Linked DNA regions of Gossypium arboreum: region 2 is linked to region 1. Evidence: chromatin contacts called from public Hi-C data. All regions are on one chromosome and are shown on one strand. The core of a region is the stretch at or near the end of the contact, and the rest is flanking DNA. Distances in the headings are between cores, read along the strand shown. Region 1 holds the start of LOC108453450 (pentatricopeptide repeat-containing protein At1g02150). Region 2 holds the start of LOC108469241 (FCS-Like Zinc finger 3-like).

Evidence for each region. Hi-C and Micro-C count contacts between places; a contact is called where the count stands out from the background.
Region 2: a contact with region 1 is called in a Hi-C map of leaf, with 2.7 times the contacts expected there. The contact joins the promoter of LOC108469241 here to the promoter of LOC108453450 in region 1. A contact is called at or near these places in 2 of 5 Hi-C or Micro-C datasets (both in leaf).

The regions. Positions count from the first base shown.
Region 1 is chr8:132,590,397-132,595,722 of ASM2569848v2, reverse strand. LOC108453450 (pentatricopeptide repeat-containing protein At1g02150) reads right to left here and starts at 2,157. Exons shown (of 3, transcript XR_001866558.2): 1 at 1,661-2,157; 2 at 1-722. LOC108450876 (probable WRKY transcription factor 12) reads right to left here. Exons shown (of 4, transcript XM_017748643.2): 4 at 4,579-4,928. The coding sequence ends at 4,766.
Region 2 is chr8:132,796,199-132,801,524 of ASM2569848v2, reverse strand. It overlaps LOC108469241 (FCS-Like Zinc finger 3-like), which reads left to right and starts at 2,466. Exons shown (of 2, transcript XM_017770133.2): 1 at 2,466-2,774; 2 at 2,867-3,238. The coding sequence starts at 2,662. The coding sequence ends at 3,029.

The sequences.
Region 1 (5,326 bases), core at 908-3,407:
ATATCACTGGCCCTAACCAGAGATGATATCATAGCATGATAACCCAAATTTGGAATACTGGGGAAAATAGATTTGTAAACCTTCCATATCCGATACACCTCCTCTTTATTACCAACAGTACCATAAAGTGTAATAAGGTAATGATATGGTATACGATCCCGACCGGTGATCCTACTCTCTACATTTCTCAAGCATTCTTCAGCTTTTTCAGACAGTCCCATCTTGATATACATGGTAGCCATTGTGCTAAATGTAGTCCAGTTTGGATTGATACTCCGATCTTCTTTCATCTGCTCATATACTTGTTCCATTCTTTCCACATATCCTTGGGATCCACAAGATGACAACCAGATGTTATAGGAATATATATCTAGACGTACGTTTTTTTCCATCATTTCAGAAATCATTGACTCAACTTTATCATACTCCTTAAGGTTCATATATAGAGTCATCATCACATTAAACGGAAGGGGATGCAAGGCATAACCTTTATTCCTCATATTGTCAATTAAAGATTCTGCCTTTTCTTGCATTCTTGCCCGCACATAGGCATTCAGAAGGGCCCCATAGATTCTCTTGTCCTTCAAAGTATCAGGGAGTTGAAGGAAGAAATCTTCGGCACTTGAAACTCCACGCACCTTAGAAATAAGGTCTAACTGAATTGCAGCATCACTAGCAGAAAATCTAAACCTCTCTCCTCTATTGTTCATCCACTCATACACCTGTACAATTTTGGAAAAGTTTTTAAAAATATGCCTGATGGAAGTACATCAACAACTCTACTGAATAAAAGCGATAACTAATTTTAACTTCCCTAAAACAAATTGACAATTCTACCAGGCCATCCACTACAGTGATCAACAACAACAACGTCTACTTAGCCTTTTACTGTGAACTAGGCTCTGATAAATGTACAACAATTCGCTATTTTGCCTTAATTTTACAACAGACTTGCAATCATTCTAAATTCAGCATCCAAAAATATCACCAAAATGTGCAAATACAAGATAAAAACGATAAATCCTACACCATTGATAAGTTGAATAATAATTATCTTCATTTCACTATGCTTTATAAGAAGAAACAGAAAATCACTCACAACATTGTGTATCTTTTTGGTTGTTTAGGGCACCTCCTATGTCAATTAAGATAGATTCCTCAACTTATTTTGAAGGAATATTAAGAGCTATGCCTAAAAAACCTGTTGCATCAACTGTAAAATATTCTTTGGTCCTACTTAAACCCCAAACTGTGTCTCAAACTCAAAGAGCATTCATCAATATTACCTTACCCCTGTAACTATAGCTTGCAGCAAATCCATCATCTAGACAAGACCTTCAGTTCAGGTGATTCATTGAAATGAAGAGACTGAGAAGGTTCATAAAAAAGGCTTTAACTCCACTCTCTAATGTAATAGGTTCATGTAGCAACCAACAAAGAATTCAACTTTCACCAATAATAACACATACAAATGCAATTCAAAACACCAAAGCACCTAAAGTTAGGGAAGAATTAGATTGCCCAGTAATTATTAAGTAAATTATAGAGTCAAGCAATCGCTGTCTACAACAGATTGCCAAAAAAAAAAAAACCCAGAAATCGAAACACACTAGAAGAGAACACAAAATTCCCTCCTTTTATTTTTTTTTGTTGGGTTTACCTCAAGTGCTTGCTTGAAACGCTTGTACTTCCTTAACTCCTTGACAACCCTACAAAGCTCCCACTTGGTGAGCTTCCTACCTCCTTTTTCCCACTCATTCAACACAGAGGCAGAACCCAATTCAGGGTTTTCCATGAGCGATATTTTCTTATATAGAGCGTTCCATTTGACCATGGGCCTTCTTTCAAAGTCCACGGTCCCATAGCTATGGACTTGAGATATGGAACACGTGATCGGCAGCTTCTGAAAACTTGGGGTTCTGGAAAGGATAAACTTGGGAATCCGGCATGGGAGCTGCCGAGAGTAAGAATCGGCTGAGGAGATCGAAACACGGTGATTCAGCAACGATGAAGGCTGGAGAAGCATTTTCTCTTTTTTTTGTTTGTTTGGCTAAGGGAAGGGTTTAAGGGATTACGCCCAAAAGTGAGAGTGAAGTGGCAGATATTTGATTACTTACCGAGCTTGAAGATAGAGTTCGGGTGAAATTACCTTTATATCCCTCTTTATCAGGCTTCTTTTTCGCGTTTCTAAAGTTTAAATTTGATGATCAATGTTTTGGGGTGCTAAAAAGAAGTTGTATTATTGAGGCTTCTTATTCGGGCCCAATACTTGTTGTATTATTGAAGTATCCGATTTCGAAGGTTTGTCCCATTTTTTTAGAGGACTTAGATAAAAAATTATTAAATATATAAAATAAGTTTAATAAAAATTTAGATCAAATTTAAAATATGAACCGATATCGAGCTTAAATATTCAAAACTTAATTTTGACCTGATTCATTTTCATCATAAAAGTTAAATTATTCAAAATATCAAACAAAAGTTAAACTATTTTTTTTAAACAATTTCATTATATATTGTGATAAGAGTTCAATGATAGAAATAACCAAGACTCATCTCAGCTACAGTACAAATAGAAGCCGATCCTCTTTCATTTATTTCTTTGTATTCTCTTTCATATTCCATTTCTTCATTCCCTTCTATGTGACTCTCTAAAGTTCATTCAAGTGATGTGCGCAATACAAAGTTTTCGGTATAAAACCCTTGTTGTTCATCCTATTATCTCGGCTCGTCCGAAATAAAATAAATAAATAAGTCTCTTCAAAAATCTAGAATTGTATTGTCTTTTATTTCTTTTTATTTATTAGCCTATCCATAAGAATGCGAATGAAACCTCAATTCCTCTAATTGAGCTAGAAGAGAATGTACAAATATTCCTTGAATATTCCAAGTTGTAATTAGTTTCTTATCATTCAATGAGGGTCCCTTATCCAATTTTCAGGCATTAAGATACGTTTCAGTCATGGTTGATTTTCATAAGAGATTCCCAACATGTCATAAGATTCTCGTTCTTGAAAATCCAAATCATAATCTAATCCTATCTGCTATTTTTTAACACAATATTTAAAACTACTTATAGTCCCTTTCCAATTCATAAATAGAAGGATAATGTGCTTCAGCGCACTTGAACCCAGGTCCTCTTATATTGGCAACAATACTCATGCTAATCGAGCTAAAACTTAATCGACAAAAACTAAATATTTTTAAAAGAGATGAAGTAAGAATTTTTTAAATCTCTACTGTCACATTTCAAATTATATTTTCTTTTCTTTTCAAATAAGTTAGTCATTTATTTTATCTCAAAAACTAAATCAAGTTTATAAAAATATTTTATATCATTTTTAACTATTTAAAAAATATTGCCCTTATAAGCCGCCCTTCAAAAGTTTGGCTCAATTTTAACACTTAATCTACCATACATAAAAAAATTATTATATATAAATCTAAAGTATTAAAATTAATATTTTCAATAATTTAATTTTTTAATGTGTTTAATAATTTACAATAAAAATTACAATTGAAAATTAATATGTGCAATAGTTTAATTTTTAACATGGTTAATAATTAGCAATAAAATTACTAGATAGATAGAAATTTTTCTACAAAAAATTTGGAAAATGATAAGTAGATAGAATCTACTTATCACTTAATACATAATAAATTCAATTATTTTTTTATTCCATTTCATTTTAGATTATATTATCCCTTATCAAAAATTTAATTATACTAAATATTTAATTTTAAGTAATATATCAAATAGATTTTCTTACTTAAATTTAGGATTTAATTTTTCAATACTTATTTTTCAACACTAAGAAGAATTTGTTGCTTTCCCATATTATGATTCTAATGGAATATGATTACATGAAATATGGTTTATGAGAATGTCATTGTCAAAAAGTTACTTTACAACGTTTTATTGATTAAAATTCTAAAAAATTACATTAACACATTTGGCATGCTCACCACTTTGTTGGCAATGTAATAGTATTTGTACAAATTTATTCTTATTAAATAAAAATATAGTATTTATATATTTTATTTTCAATAATTTTATTATTAATAAATATTTGAATAATAATATTTATCATTAACAAATATTCAAATTAATCCACGAGATATGATTTGTTCACATTTTGGTTGAATCTAAATTCATTTAAAAATGACTTGTATGTTAATGTAAGATTGTGAAGATGTAAATTTTACAAAATTTTCTCGATATATGACTTGAAATTCATTTACATGGGAAAGTAACTTTCCATCAATTATTCAAGGAATTGCTTTCCATTGTTTATGGAAAATACGTCTCAAAGAAATTTTAAAATAAACTAATTTTTACATATTAAATATTGGAATCAAATTCCCACCAATTAAATTTAGTTGAAAAGGACGTACCAAACATATTCTTACTTTGAACTCTCAATTTTATATCCATTTCATTAGATAATAATTATCAAGACGAATTATTAATTCAAACAATTATTATTAGGAAATGTACAACTCTTAATTTCTTTTAAGATTAAAATATCTTTTATGTCTGAAAATAATTTTTTCAGAATTCGTAAAAAGAAAGAAACAAAGAAAAGAGACCTATCATTGATGAAGTGTTTATAAAATATTTACAATATTGATCTCAAGAAAGGAGGGTGAAACTTGAAAACAAGGACTGAAGCTATAAATTTAGTGATCTAAACCACTAGGATAAACCAACTAAACAAAACCATAATAATAACTTAAAATCGTACTTGTGTATGAAAAAGATGAATTAGAAAGAGGAAAAGGGTTGATGGTCAGAAGAATTAGAATCATGAGAGGGAGAGTGGTTGTGCCTGCCTTCGTAAGTAGTAATCACCATTCGACAATCCTCCGATAATCTTTCAACCCTCTTCTTCACTCTGCAATTATTCTGCGTACACCGATAGTAACTCCTGCCATCTCCAATATATAACACATAATCAATATTACATCTTATTTGCACCACATTTCTCATATCATTACTTGCTTCTAAATTAAACACAATACTTGGAAATCTGCTTTATAAGTAGCTAGCTAAGCTTACTCATCCCCACCTGTAGCCCTAGTATGTTTGTGTGTGTTCAGCGGGACCGTATACTCCGAGAGAATATTTCGAAATGTTGTCCTTGAGGACACCAATCTGATCCTTCAGCAATTGAAGATATTGTCTTCCGGGGAAGGTTTTGTCCCCCTTGTGAAAAGTCGTGTACGGTTTACGGAAAGGGACGCCACAACCGTACATCCACGTATAGTCGAGGCATCTCTTTGTGAATCATACACAGTTCTTTGTGAAGTGGGACAAACCCTCCTT
Region 2 (5,326 bases), core at 1,217-3,716, 210 kb before region 1:
TCATCAAATCAATTATCTTTAATATAAGGCTACACAAGATTATAAAGTCAACTTATATCTTCTTGGATTGTATATCCCAGTGTACAAGGTAAGTAAATAACATAAGAATCCTTGAAAAGTAATCTTGTTTTATTCAATCTCTTCTCTAGTGATAAACATGAGATTGGCTGCATAAAATCCTCAAAAAGAGATAAACAAATCATCAAAATATTTTGATCAAACATGCCAACAAATAAGACAACTTATATGTCTCACACAATGATGATGAAAATGATCATTTCCATCTTCCATTAGCCACTTCGAAAACTTGCCTCAACATATATATTGATAGTCTTTTAAAATTTAACATCTAATTATTATATTTTAATTTTGAGAGATTTTATTTAAAAATCTACCTTTCATCCAATTTTGCCGGCATGGCAATTATAGAAAAAAGGAATAATAACTTTATAGCCATCAACATTTATAATTTTTTATGAATTTGGTGCTTATTCTTTAAAAGTTATGTACATAAAAAAAAATTTCATATTTTTTTATAAAAATAAAAGGTTTAAATTCTTACGGGTTGATTTTCATCATCAAGCTGATTGTGGAAAACCCAAAGTCCATCTATGGTAGCAATACCATACAATGGAGATGAAATTGTGAATGAAAGAAAATGAGAAGCAAGCGAGTGAACATGGAACAGTGACACTTAAAAGTCATGTATTTTTAGGCATTTCACATCTTCCATGGTTGGAGAATGAGGGTATAATGGCTTGGAATGCGAATATGAGGTCGATCGAAGTAGGTTCTCGAGGTTGGCTGAAAATGATAGGGCCTTGGAGGCGGATTGTGGAAGAGCTGCTTCGGTGATTGCCATAGGTGAGCTTTTGAAGTAAACTTGTGTTATGGGATCAATTTTTTTTTTTTTTTTTGGTTATGCCTTTTATATATACATCTAACGAATTTTAATTGGGCATTGGGCGAATGTAAGGCGGGCCAGCAGTGACTTTCACCCTAATAAAAAGAAAAATTGTCTTTTAAGTCTTATTAAATTTTTTAAAGAATTATAAATTATTAATGATAAAAATATATTTTAATCTTTACAAAATTTATAATTCAAAATTGACCCTTTTCAATTAATGTTCTGGCTTCGCTCCTACTTTGAAGACAAATTTTTTAAATAATTTTGGTGAAATTTAAGTATAAATTTATTATTTCTTAAAATTATATTTTTATTTAAAATATGAAAATATTAATTTTTTTATTTTTGAGTTAATATATATTTGCCTCCTAAACTTGTTCACTTGGTACCTAGTTGATACTTGAATTATTAGTTTTGGATTATCACCGTTAAATTTTGTTGATGTGGACGAAATATGATAACCTCATATCATGACACATGACAAGCCCTAATAAAAAAAATTAAAAATATTTTACCTTTAAAATAAATCTGGACATATGATTATCCAAATTCATTTAACTTGAATAACCATTTGCTCAAATTCATTTTCAACTGAATTTTAGTAAACTTTATATATATATTTTATAAACTTGCAACTTTCCTATATTATTACTTTGAAATTAAAGGTACATAAAATATATATTTTTAAAAATATACCTATATAAATTTGTAACTTTAGGTGAAAATGAACAATTATTGTTCAAATTTCAATTTGTACAAGTTTAAAAATGTGATTTTGTGAAGGTTGGTTAACTAAAGAGATGACCCGAGAGAAATAATTTGTTTAGAGTAACCTTGAAGTTTTCAAGAGCTGGTCCATTCATCATTGTTAAAAGAGTATTTATAGGAGAGATTCTCTTGTCTACAAATGTGATGTGGAAGGATAAATACTCAGTCCTACTAAATTTATAAAGAATATTCATGAGCGTGAAGGATGTGCACCATGAGATCCTATTCTGTTATATATTCAATCAAGACGAGTTTGTTATGTCTAAAAATGAGTGCATTAGAAGCGATATAACTTATTATCAATAAGTGAGAGGTTGGCTAAGAGTAATTATCTAACAGATAACGAAAGGATATTCAAATTTCCGTTAACTCATTTTCGTCCGAATCAATATTTTATAATAGAAATAATCCATCTAGAAAACCCGCATTAACCAAGCCGTCCAGTAATTTTTGAGTGTAACATTCGTAATAAATACATGGTGGTAAATATAGAAGAGAATCTTTTGGTGATTAAAATACTTAAAAAAAAAAATATTCATGGGTGACGTAAACCCCATTTAAGTAATTGGTAACGAGACACTTACACATCCAACCATTCACCCTTATTTTTAATTTGATTTGATTCTTATGCATAATCAACAGACCCTGACACTTTAATTAATATATTTATAAATTGTATCCCTAATTAAGCTTTTTTTTTTTTAAAAAAAAAACCAACCCGCTTTGATCCGTTTTACAACCTTTCCAATCAACGCCTAACACCTTCCCATTTGTTTGGGCTACATAGTCCTTACTGTACTCCCTGTACTGCCTGATTGCACCAACTCAGAATCCAAGCTATCACCTCCGTTTGCTTTATATATACCTGCCAAGCTTTGACGCCCATCAACTCACTCTTTTATTCTCTTCCACCCTTTTTCAGCTACCAGCGCCGCCCTCAGCTCAGGCCCTACTTTACGAAATTCAACAAGTAGCAAGCAGTTAATATGTCGGGATATTATTATTACTCAGGGTGCCCAGATCAGTACGGGGCTCACTATCTGGATGCCTGCTCCGTTTGCGGCAAATCGCTTCATAATTCCGATATTTTCATGTACAGGTTTGTTTGCTCTTTAGTATTGATTTTAAAATTCGGATCGTGTTTGAGTATGAAATAATCTTGTTTCCTGATGGGTATTTTTTCAATTGCAGAGGGAATACACCGTTTTGCAGTACAGAGTGTAGACAAGAACAGATGGAGATGGATGAAGCCAGAGAAAAGAAATTGAAATTTGGTAGATCACATAGGAAATCGGATTCCAAGACCTCTACACCCAACAAAACTGTTCGGACGGGAACTATTACGGTGTCGTAGTACATATTTGCTTATCTTTTTCTGAGTAGGGTGATAATGGTATCATCAATTTTGCAAAAAGAAAACGAGAAACAAGATAAGGAAAAAGAAAACCTTGAATGGAATTTTGTAATATCGTTTTTTATTGGGGTTGAGGGTTGATAAGGGAGGAAGGGGGAGGTATCAGATTGTGCAGTTTTCATCAATGAAAAATATTCAGAGATCTATAATTTCCGGTATTCCTCTGAATTGAAGCTAGCTTTTAATGATCTGATACTCGAAAATCATATTAAAGTGTAACTAAATTTGAATGAAATCGTAACAGGCAAAGTTTTGTGCCCATCACGATATTAGAATTTAAATTGGGATTAGCAAAATGGGTCTGTTTTATTAAGCAAATGAGAAAAAAAACTGATATATCAGTAATTGGTAAATGCAGTGAATCTGTACATCGTTGAACGGTATATTGTCTTGAGCAAATGCTTTTTGGTCGGATTGAATGGACCCTGCCTCCTACTTACTTTTCACTTGTTTTGTCCCATTCAATCATCCCTTTTCACCTTATATGGCTTTTTACCATGCTTTCATTACCATTTCCATCGCTTATTTGACAAATATTAACATTATTTAACAAATTACAATATAATAATTTAGCTCTACCATTTTCCATGGAAATGGAATATATTTAAGGCTATTTTAATATTGCTTTTAATGGTGTTATTAAAAGTGTTTTTAAAAATTTAATTTAAATTTGAATGTTTATTATTGTTATCAAAAAATAATTTTGAGAAATAAAATGTTTATTTTAGACATGATATTACTAAGTAATAAATATGTATTTAAATAATTTTAAATTAATACTATTATTATATTTTAGTAGGAATATAAAAATAATTTATTATAACTTGTTGTTGATATTTTAATATATGAAATATAAATTTTAAATATTTTAAGCAATAAATACTAATTATTTATAAAATTTAATTAAAATATATAAATTATATTTTAAATAATTAAGTATAACCATTAAATATTTGTAATTAGATACTAACACATTTGTATTATTTTAAAAATACTTTTTTATTTTTAATTAATGATTATAACACATTTGCAATTTAGCACCAAGAAAGAAAAAGAAAAGTATCATACTGTTGGAGGGGTGAAAAAATAATTAAGCATCAAAAGTGTTTTCAGTAGAGAAAAAGCTAAAAATTTTAGCTTCTCCTATTCAAAAGCTAAAATTTCAGTAAAAAATAACTTATTTAACACAATTTTTCTTTTAAAAGTATTTTTTAAGCCAAAAGTATTTTTTTAAGCAATACTAACAAATTCCTTAGTTTCTTTCTTATTTCTTATACTTATTACTTTACTTTGCACAAATCATTTTATAATTTTACCATTTCCCTAAACCTTTTAAAACATCAATTCCTAATGCAAACATCTTCAAGTACATAAAAGAACACAACCTCTCAAGCAGAGATAACTTATATTTTAAGAATCAAATCGATAGTTTATTAGATCATCAATCTTTGATTCATCCAATTTGATCGATCTATCTAGTTCAAAGCAAATAATTTACTAAAAATAAAAATAAAAATAAAAATAAAAATTTAATTAAAGAATAATAAAAATCCAGATCAATCGATTTGTACTACTTCGTAAGTTAATTGATATCCAGATCAATCGATTTGTAGTACTTCGTAAGTTAATTGATATTTTATCACTCTTTAAACCGATACTTTAACTGTTTCTTGATCCAACCAGTTAGACCAATCAGTCCAATTCAAACAATACTGGAGAGGAGTCGAAACCAGGGTGTCCACCGTTGGTAACTATGACTAATCCCCTTATTATGGGTGCTCTCCAAAGAAGTAAGCGGTTGGCCATTAAATACGTTCCATTCTCATGGGCAATGATCAAACCTCCAACTTCATGGTTAAGGGATAATGTGAACAACCATCACACCACACCTAATGGTTAAAGAAAATTGATATAACCTAGAATCAATTGCATAATTGAAAGCTTCGCATATGATATTTTTAAGTGCATTATCAATACTCATATTGAAAATGCGGCAGTTAAGAATTTTTTTAGTAACATGGCTTTGATGCATAAAGTTTCAAAGATGAAACTTGTTTGTATTTATTTTGTAAAGATTTTTTTTGTTCTATAGGCATTGTGTTATACTTCCTTTGACACTAGTAAGTTATTCATACTAACTAGTGGGTTTGAATTTAACAAAAATAAATTCCGACTCAAAAATATAAAATTTGTATATAACAGTGAGTAGAATTGAATTTACAGGAATTAATAATAAT